2 separate regions of the Lactuca sativa genome follow, and region 2 is linked to region 1. Evidence: chromatin contacts called from public Hi-C data. All regions are on one chromosome and are shown on one strand. The core of a region is the stretch at or near the end of the contact, and the rest is flanking DNA. Distances in the headings are between cores, read along the strand shown.

Region 1 (4,806 bases), core at 1,154-3,653:
TATATATATATATATATATATATATATATATATAATAATCATAAAATCTGAAATCACAATTAAACAATCAAACTACATACCTAGTTCTTTACCCTCTTTACCCTCTTCTTTTTCTTTACCCTGTTCCTTTTCTTTTTCTTTACTCTGTTCTTTTTCTTTACTATGTTCTTTACTCTGTTCTTTGCTCTGTTCTTTTTCTTTTCCATGTTCTTTAGGCGTTTCTGAGCCTTCTTTTTTACTGGTTTGTTTTCCGACGATAAGTTCTCCGATCTTCTTAAACAGCTTCTTCCGGCTGTAGTAGCTCCTATCATCTCCATCTTCCGTATGACCATGACTATGGCTATGCCCACTACTACCGGCGTTCTCGCCTTCCTCCCCTTGACCCACCCCACCTGCATCCGTATAAATCGACGAAGCTCGCCGGTGCTCCGGTTTAAACTTCGGCGTCTGCGGCTCTGATTTAGGCGAAGCCGACATGTCAAAAATAGAACCTTTCAACGCCTCCGCCTTCTCCGGATCATCACCTACAGCGATATCAGCAACTGTTTCGTCCTCGAAGTTGTTGAAAACGTCGTCGTCTTTGTTGAACGCTTTCAGATCATCGAAATCGAAGCTGAATGTCTGCCGTGGTGTTCCTCTTCCGTCGTAATGATCTTCGTAGAGGCACGAAAGCGGGGAGTCGAAATCGTCGTTGTGTTCTTTTTCGTCGTAGAATTTTTCAGCTTCTGCTTTTGCAGCTAATAATCTCTTGAACTCTTTCACGTTTTCACGAGCTGCGACTTCGTTGATTCGTAATCGTTCGTTTTCCTTTGTGAGGAAATGTAATGCGTCTTCTTTTTCTGCTAGTAAGTCTTTGAGTTCTGAATTTTCCGATCGAGCGATGTTGGAGGCTTCTTTAGCGACGTTTGATTCGTTTAGGGCTTGTTTGAGAATGTCTCGAAGCTTGAAAGCTTCTTCTCTCGCGATTCGTGCTGTGTTTTCGGCGGAGACTAGGGCTTCTTTCAGCCGGTTGTTTTCGTGTTTAGCGGCGGCGGATTCTTCATCGGATTTTTTAATACAGGTTATGAATCCCATTTCTTTTGATGACCATGTGAGATAAGATTCCTCAGATTCCACTCGTAATCGATCGTATTCTTCCCTTTGTATCTCGAGTTCTTCCGTTAATCGCTCGACTTCTGAACTCAAATCGCTTACTTTCGCTTCTGTTGATCTTAGTTTTTCGTTTGTCATACTTGCTTCTGTCGCTACTTCTTGTAATGCAGATGCTAAACCATCCATCGCCTTCTTGCTTTTCTCCTCGCCTTCCATTGCATGTTTTACTTCGTTCTTCAGCTTTGCGATTTCTTCTTTTAATGCTATTGTCTCCATTGATGCTTGATTTTGAATTTGATTTTGATTTTGATTTTGATTTTGCTTTTGATTTTGATTATGATTGTAATTGTAATTACCTTTTGATGTGTTGTTGTTGCCACCATTCTCGAGCCTCTCGTAAAGTGAAGCAACTTCAAGTTTCGATTCTTCTAAATCCATTTTAGTTTGCATAATTTCTTGCGTTTGAAACATCAGCGACTCCAACATTTTTGATTCCGATTGCTTTGCTTTTTCCACCTGATCTTCCAATTCCTGCATCTGTTTTTTGCTTTCATCCTTAACTGTGGCCAATTCCTTTTTCAATTGTTCTAAATATTTATCCCTTTCTGCCAATTTAGCCTCAAACGCCTTTGACAACCCTGCATTAACCTCCGTAATGAGTCGGTTTTTTTCTCGTTCTGCTTCATTTAATCTCGCTTTTGTGTTCTTCAACTCCTCCTCTAAATCGGTTACTTGCTTTTGCATCATTGCAGCCTTAACAATCCGATTCTACGCAACAAAAACACAAATCATCATCATCGTCATCAGATATACACAGAAATTTAACCAAATTACACCAAAATTTAACAATTTTATATACCTCTGATAAACTAATTGACTTGCGATCAACGGAAACGACGGCTTCTTTAGCGACTTGTGAAGCAAGAGCATCTCCCCTACAAATCTTCGATCCGGAAATGCTTCTAATGAGAAAGGATTGATGCTTCTTTTGCCCGAATTCCAAATAACCAGATCTAAAAATCAACGATATTTATCATAAATCAAGGATAGAGACGACGAAATTTACACGTAACGTATGATGATGATACAGAGACAGAAATTTGGATGAGTTAGTACCTGGATTTGGAACGTAACATTGTGGAAGATTAGGCGCTGTCAAAATTCGACTATTTCTGGAAACCGATGAAAAATCGGAGAGAAAATGGTTGAAATCCGGTGGGTTTGAAGGGGTCCGAGGTTGGCGGGTACTCGATACAGACACTCACTTTGAATCAAATACTACAAAGGAATTCAGGGGAAATTGACAAATGGGGAAAAGAAAACACCTAAGCCTACATGGAAATTAATTGACTCAATCTTATATTTCTATTCTTTACCCTTGACTTTTCTATTTGTTCTTTTGTTCTTTGTTTTTTGTTTTACAACCTAAAAAGGTTATTTGCAAAAGGGTAAGGTGTTTTTATTATTTTATTCATTCAATCATTAAATACAATAGGCTTTTTTTTCTCATTTTATATAACTGTTTAAAATTAGAAACTTGTTGAAAATTAACATGTAATTAGGTTAATTTTTCATAATGGACGTGTTCGATAAAACTAACCAGAAGCTTGTGGTTGGTAATTGTTAGCTGATATGTTAAAACTGTAGCTTTCTTTGTATATAAGTGTTAGCCATAATATAGTTGGAAGTTGGAACCTTTGAAATATGTAAAATTACATAAATATTATTCATTGTAATCTTATAAATTTGTTATAATATAAATGAGCTTTTTGTTAAATGTTATTTGAAGTAGTTTTTAGATTATTAGTTTTTTTGTTTAAAACTCAAAGTTATAAATTTTCAAAAGCTCTATGCCGAATATGTCCAATATGTTAAAACTTAAAATTATTGATTTCTTAAAATAAATAAGCTAAAATATATGTTGTATTGAATAATAAATTGTTGAATGTATTTTTACTTTCACGTGAATTCAAAACAAAAGGAAATGATGTTTAATGTCTACTAAAGATCTCAAGAATACAAATATCAATTTATATAAATGTATGAAACCCGATAAAAACTCTAAATCTGATTAGGGTAGCAGTCTTGTTTTCCGAAAAATACAAAAATAAAAGACATAAAGGGTAGAAGGTGTTGTATTATCATGTAATAGTAGATGAGGGGTAGTTCTGATAAGTTTGAGTAACTTTAAGGGGTTTAGTGTACATAACCGTTATAAATGCTAAAGTAATTAATTGGCGTAGGCAAGGGGGGTGTGACCGTGTCCTACGGCCGGCCAACATTTTCACAGGGATGTGTGAAATTGGTCAACGCTCATAATTTGGGCTCGGTCATCAATTTGGGCTTTTGAGTGTTTAGTCAAGAGAACCAAACGCATAAATTTCTTATATCGTTCTAGACTCTAGTGAGTGCGGTTTATTTTTTAGTGTTTTTTATAAGGTTAAATTCTATAAAAGCTATTATAGTTTGGATTAATTGATTTTAATCATTGAAAATATTTGATAATTAAATTTTGAGATTTTTGATTTTTTTAAAAAAAAACAGTAATAAAGTATAAACTATAAAGGATTTCTATTTAACCATAAAACTTTTAATTACATAAATAACCAATATAATTTAGATATATTTCCGGTTTAATCGTTTAAAAAATTATGATTTAACTACAAAACTTTTTATTTTGTTTAAATATAACCTCAACCTCATACGATCATCTAGGGATGAGCAGTTTGTCCCAAATCCCGATCCCGTACCGGTACCGTACCAGAATCGGTACCGAATTTAAAAATACGGGACGGTACTTGGTACTCCAAATACATGAAATTCGGGAATCGGTACCGTCGATACCGGTACTAGTACCGAGTACCGGTACCATTCCCGGTACCGGTGATGTTAATTTGGTTCGGTACTCGGGATTAACTTTCGATTAAATTCGGTATTCGGGAAATCGGGAACGGGACAGGTCGGTACCGGTTCCGTCCCACGCTCATCCCTACGATCATCCACCTCAAAACCCTAGGGTTTTTTTTTCTAAACCTCCCAGATAGTTTTGATACTTGTTGTGTGATTTAGAATAATAATAATAATAATAATAATAATAATAATAATAATAATAATAATAATAATAATAATAATGAAACTCTAAATTTATTAACACCAGCAACAATAGACCCCCACGAATCTCATTGTAATAAGGTAGGGAAATAGATGTCAACAATCATGATTTTGTAAGGAGTAGAGCGACTGCGTCACATAGATGACATCCACCATTTGTAACTTGTACGTATAGAAAAGACGATCAAACAAACAGTCTACAGTAAAACCAAACTAGTCGCAGCATATTAACACGATGGAAACACTTTGGAGTGTATTGATCTAAGACTTGCAAAATGAGACAAAACAAAAAGGGATTAAGTCCATGTGAACAGTAAATGAATACATAAGTACATCAAGATTTCATCATATATTCAAGAAGTATTTATCAACGATATTGAACAACATATGACACATAAAAGGCGATGCTATCGATATACCTTGATGTGTAGTCTTCATGCCCTTTTAATATAGGTCATATCCTCATAAAGGTTGAAGCTCCTTCATGTCTAACCCCATATTTTCCTCTCATTTTCTTTTAAGGAGTTCTCTCCACTTCTTCCCTCAATCACCATAGATGTTATTATCATCACTGTTGTTGATGGGAGCCTCCTTGAAGCATGT
Region 2 (4,806 bases), core at 615-3,114, 160 kb before region 1:
GTGCATACCATTAACTCATTAAGTGCATCTCTTCCTGAAAAGCAGTCAAACCATATTTGACTCCTTTACAGACTGTTGTCACTAATAAATCCAATACACTAAAAAGGGGGTGAATTCATGTACTTTTAGCAATCCAAAATTATGTGTGAAATGAACAATAAAGATTTAAAAAATAACTGAAACATATACGATATACCTATAATAAGTATATAACCACAAACATTTTTTTAACTTATAAAACCACAACCTAAAAAGCGTTTGCAATGATGGAAGATGAAATTAAGCATGATATTAAAAAAGATAGAAAATCATTAAATTCCTAAATCTAAAGAGTTGATACTCGCAACAAGTAGAGCATTTTCAATCGAAAAGCAAACAATTACAAACCATAAACAGGTCTTGAGTAGGGAATTTTGTTACTCATCTGCCTTTGGTGCTTCTTTAATTTCTTCAGCACTGTCATCCTGCATTATTTCAAACCAACAATTGGGTATGAATATATGATAAATTGATAAATAAATTAATTAATTAAAGTAGTAAAGAATAAAAATTGAAATTAAAAAAAGAAAACTACCTGCATGTCTGAAGTCCATAAAGTGAGATTATCACGAAGAAGTTGCATGATCAGGGTGCTGTCCTTGTAGGAATCTTCTCCTAAGGTATCCAATTCTGCAATAGCTTCATCAAAAGCCTACCAAATCACAAAACAACCAGTCAAATTCAGAATAATCACAAGTGAATCTGAGAATATCATTTATATTCAAAGTTTTATACAGTTTACTGCTCACCTGCTTTGCAAGATTGCATGCGCGATCTGGTGAATTTAGGATCTCATAGTAGAAGACTGAGAAGTTGAGTGCAAGTCCAAGTCGGATAGGATGGGTGGGAGCAAGTTCTCCATTTGCAATATCCTGCAACCATGAGAGCTTGATTCTTTTCTGACTGCTTTGGAAAAAAAAGTGAAAGAAAAATCGAGCACCGATATGGAAAATGTGTAACGGTTTTCATTTGATGAATGCAATAGAGTCGTATTGACTTGAGATTCGATTTTCAGAGTTAGATTTTAGAAGAGCTACAGAAGTGTGATTGAAAGGGCAAAGATTTAACGGAAATCTAATATGCAAGTCATGGAATGAATAGTTTCAGGTTTGACTTCTGGTTTAGAGTGTAAAAGCTAACAAGTGAAACAGTGAAAAACGAAATTCTTCAAACAAAATTTAGAGCAAAAAGTGAGAAAACCCTAACCTGAGCCGCCTTGTAAGCAGAGAGTGTATTCTCAGCAGCTTCTTTCCTCTCAGATCCAGTCTTAAATTCAGCCAAATACCTGTAATAATCTCCCTTCATTTTCAGATAGAAAACCTTGGAATCACCGCTAGACGCGGATCCGATGAGCTTCGAATCGAGAAGCTTGAGGATACCGTCGCAGATCGACGATAGCTCCGTCTCGATCTTAGATCTGTAATCACGGATCGTCGCAACGTGTCCCTCGTTGCCTCTGCTCTCTTCTTTCTGCTCGATGGAGGAGATGATACGCCAGGAAGCCCTCCGTGCTCCGATCACGTTCTTGTAAGCAACGGAGAGAAGGTTGCGCTCCTCTATGGTGAGTTCTTCGCTGCCGTCCGCGGCGGCGACGACTTTTTCCATGAATTCAACCATTTCCTCGTAGCGTTCAGCTTGTTCGGCGAGTTTTGCCATGTACACATTGTCTTCGCGAGGAGATGATGCGGCGGCCATTGCTCTGTTTGTGTGTGAAGAGAGAGAATGCGAAATGGGGAAGGAGAAGGCGGTTATCGTCACAGCCTATTCGAGTTTTGCAGAGAGAGACAGTGTGGTGGTATATTGGCTCTTTTGAAAAAGGTATTTCCTCACTGGTTCCAATATAATATTTTATATTTAGAGTAAATTACAATTTTGGTCCAGTTGTTTATACAAGGTTTAGTCCTAGTTTTACGATTTTGACACTAGTAGTCCTCGTGGTTGGCAATTTCATAAGGCTGTTAGGTGTGGGCAACGCCTTTAGGACGTTTTTCCACGTTATAACACCATAAACACCGCCCTTCCTATCCATTTTTACATGTTATTAGCATACACGTTGCTTTCCGTTATCACCACCACATCCTATAACGCTCGTTTTTTGTTTTTTCTTCTAAAAACGTTGGTGGGCATTGCCCACTCCAACCAATCTTATGGAAAGGTGTTTATTTTTGTTACCGTCAATATTTTTTGTGAAGTGCATATGAAATGATTAAAATGTATATGTTTTTGTCTTTTCTTACTTTTTTTAATTATTACTAAAAATTACAGTATATCACCAACACCATCGTATACCATCACTACAGCATTGTATGCCACCACCATTGTCATTTTTCACTACCACCACCTGCAACTCCAAACCAAATTAAGCTACCCACTTACCCAACCTTACATATCTCAATAAACCATAGTTGTTTGATTGGAAACAATGCATAAGGGGAAGGAGGAAGAAGATTGGCACCACCATCACCGCCATAGTCAAGATAAACTCAATCTCTTTTCTCATCATCTTTATCTTTGATGTTAACTTGAATTGTAATTGATGATGGGAGGAGAATGTGAGGAGGTGATAGTATGTAAATGAAGAGGAGATGATGCTTGTCGGAGAAGGGATCAAGAAAACAGATCAGTTGGATTTACATGCAAGAAAAAAAAAACAGAAAGAAGATAGCAACTGGAGATGTGATTAGGAAGAAAGGGAACAGAGTGATCGTTATAGATCAAGCGGTCACTTAAGAGTGATGAAAGAATACCAACGACTAGTTAAAGAGAGGAGGGTTTTTGGATGTGATATGCATTCTTAGTGGGGATGGCATTGTCATTAATCTTTATTATATAGCAGGTTACAATTTTGGTCATTGATGTTAGAAAGTCGTATTACTTTTAGTCCTAAAAAAGGATAAAACAAAGGCATTTTAGTTATTTCATTTCATGTGTAGTTAAAAGAAAAACTATGACGCTAATTGAGGGAATGGCCATTTCTAATAGAATTGCCAACCACGAGGATCAATGATGTCAAAACCATAAAACTAAGATCAAACCTAAAAAGTGGTGTAAACCACATAGACTAAAATTGTAATTTAATTTTATATTATAAGAAACTCCGTCGCTTCCTCGGTTAGATTCAGTCTAAATTAGTAATTTACAAACATAATAATTGGATAATTCCATCATTTATCAATTACTTCTTGAAAAAAACATATAAATAGTGAAAATAGAATGAAGAAAATTATTTCGTCGTGGATATAGACAATGATGTAATAATCCATGAATTTAAATTAAAGGATTTAATAACCCATGTAATAAACTAAAATGGCATATTACCCATATAAAAAACAAAAAAACCAAAAGGGTATAAGACCCATATAATCAAACAATTGGTTTTATAAATCTTGCTATGAAAAATATGCTACCTTCAAATTTTTTTCTAATTAACAAATAGAGTTAATATTGATTAGCTAATAAAGATGAGTAATATATACAAACTCAATATGTTAAAATGGGATAATTCTACAAACAAATAACAATAATATGCATGCATCAATCCCAAATCGAGTCAATCTCATAAGTCCAAACTTCCCAAAATAGTGATGGTTAAATAATACGACTCATAATCAGTAAGCACGAAGCACAAACCTTAGCTTTTTTCCATTTTACAAATCTAGGCATAGTGAACCATCACACTAGCCACCAGGGGTAGCTAACCATACTTGCACGTAAGGCTTTCTAAAATCCTAATCACAACCCGCTATCTAGGAATTCTACAAATAATAGGATCTCAAGTGTAACAGTCCAAAAATCATGACATAAAAATAATTGTTTTTACATTTATAAATCGTTAATACATATCTTTCTCATAAAACCAAGGAATCCAAGATTTAACAAATTAATTCACAGAACGTGAAAACTTGTGGTGTGTGTTATGCAATCATTTCGAGCTCTCCCATTTAAAAACCGAAGTACCTGAAACATAAACTGAAAATCGTAAGCACAAAGCTTAATGAGTTCTCCAAAATACCACATAGCATACAACCACGAAATATCATGCAACATACATATAGTTGCCATGGGATCCCCCTCCCCCCCCCCCCCTAATGGTCTTTACCTGGAATGTCATGGGCTCCCCCCATGGTCTAATATCCAAGTGTCATGAGATCCTCTCATAGTCTCTTCCTGGAATGCCATAGCCCCCCCCCCCCCCCCCAAATGGTCTGATATCCAAGTGTCATGGGCTACCCTTATGGTCTTTCATGCAAGTATCATATAGACAACTAGCATTCCACAAACATGTAATGTGTCGGCGTTGGTGCCTTCGACCCATGGATATAGTGAGAAGACTCATCACACACTGCTGAATCATGCGGATAAATCTCTAGCTGCTGGCTGACCACCCCGAACTATCTATATCAAAACAACACCCAATTAACAATTGGGTTCCAATCCATAATCATGAATTTATACTTGGGGTAGAAAGACCATTTTACCCCTAGCTAGATCTATAAGAAATGGCTCTCAAGGTTGAGACTTTATACCTCCAGAAGTTAGATCTAGGTGAACAAAGTTGGATCCAAAAGCTCCAAGTCAAGCAATGACTCTTCAAGAAGTTCCTTCTTCCTCCCCAACGACTAAAATAAGTCTTAATATGAATATTTGAATTAAAATTATTCATGTATTAAAAAGTGATTTGATAGATTAAGTGCTTGTCTTGTGATTTGGAAGACATCCTCACATGACATTAACCTTCACTTTATGTCTTAAGCTATGGGTGAGTAT

The links. A called contact is a pair of places that touch in the nucleus more often than the background predicts.
Region 2: a contact with region 1 is called in a Hi-C map of leaf, with 4 times the contacts expected there. The contact joins the promoter of LOC111883381 here to the promoter of LOC111883445 in region 1.

What each region holds. Positions count from the first base shown.
Region 1 is chr2:153,526,726-153,531,531 of Lsat_Salinas_v11, reverse strand. It overlaps LOC111883445 (putative WEB family protein At1g65010, chloroplastic), which reads right to left and starts at 2,403. Exons shown (of 4, transcript XM_023879780.3): 1 at 2,209-2,403; 2 at 1,952-2,105; 3 at 81-1,860. The coding sequence starts at 2,228.
Region 2 is chr2:153,686,502-153,691,307 of Lsat_Salinas_v11, reverse strand. It overlaps LOC111883381 (14-3-3-like protein), which reads right to left and starts at 1,864. Exons shown (of 4, transcript XM_023879705.3): 1 at 1,246-1,864; 2 at 789-911; 3 at 575-691; 4 at 211-464. The coding sequence starts at 1,734. The coding sequence ends at 417.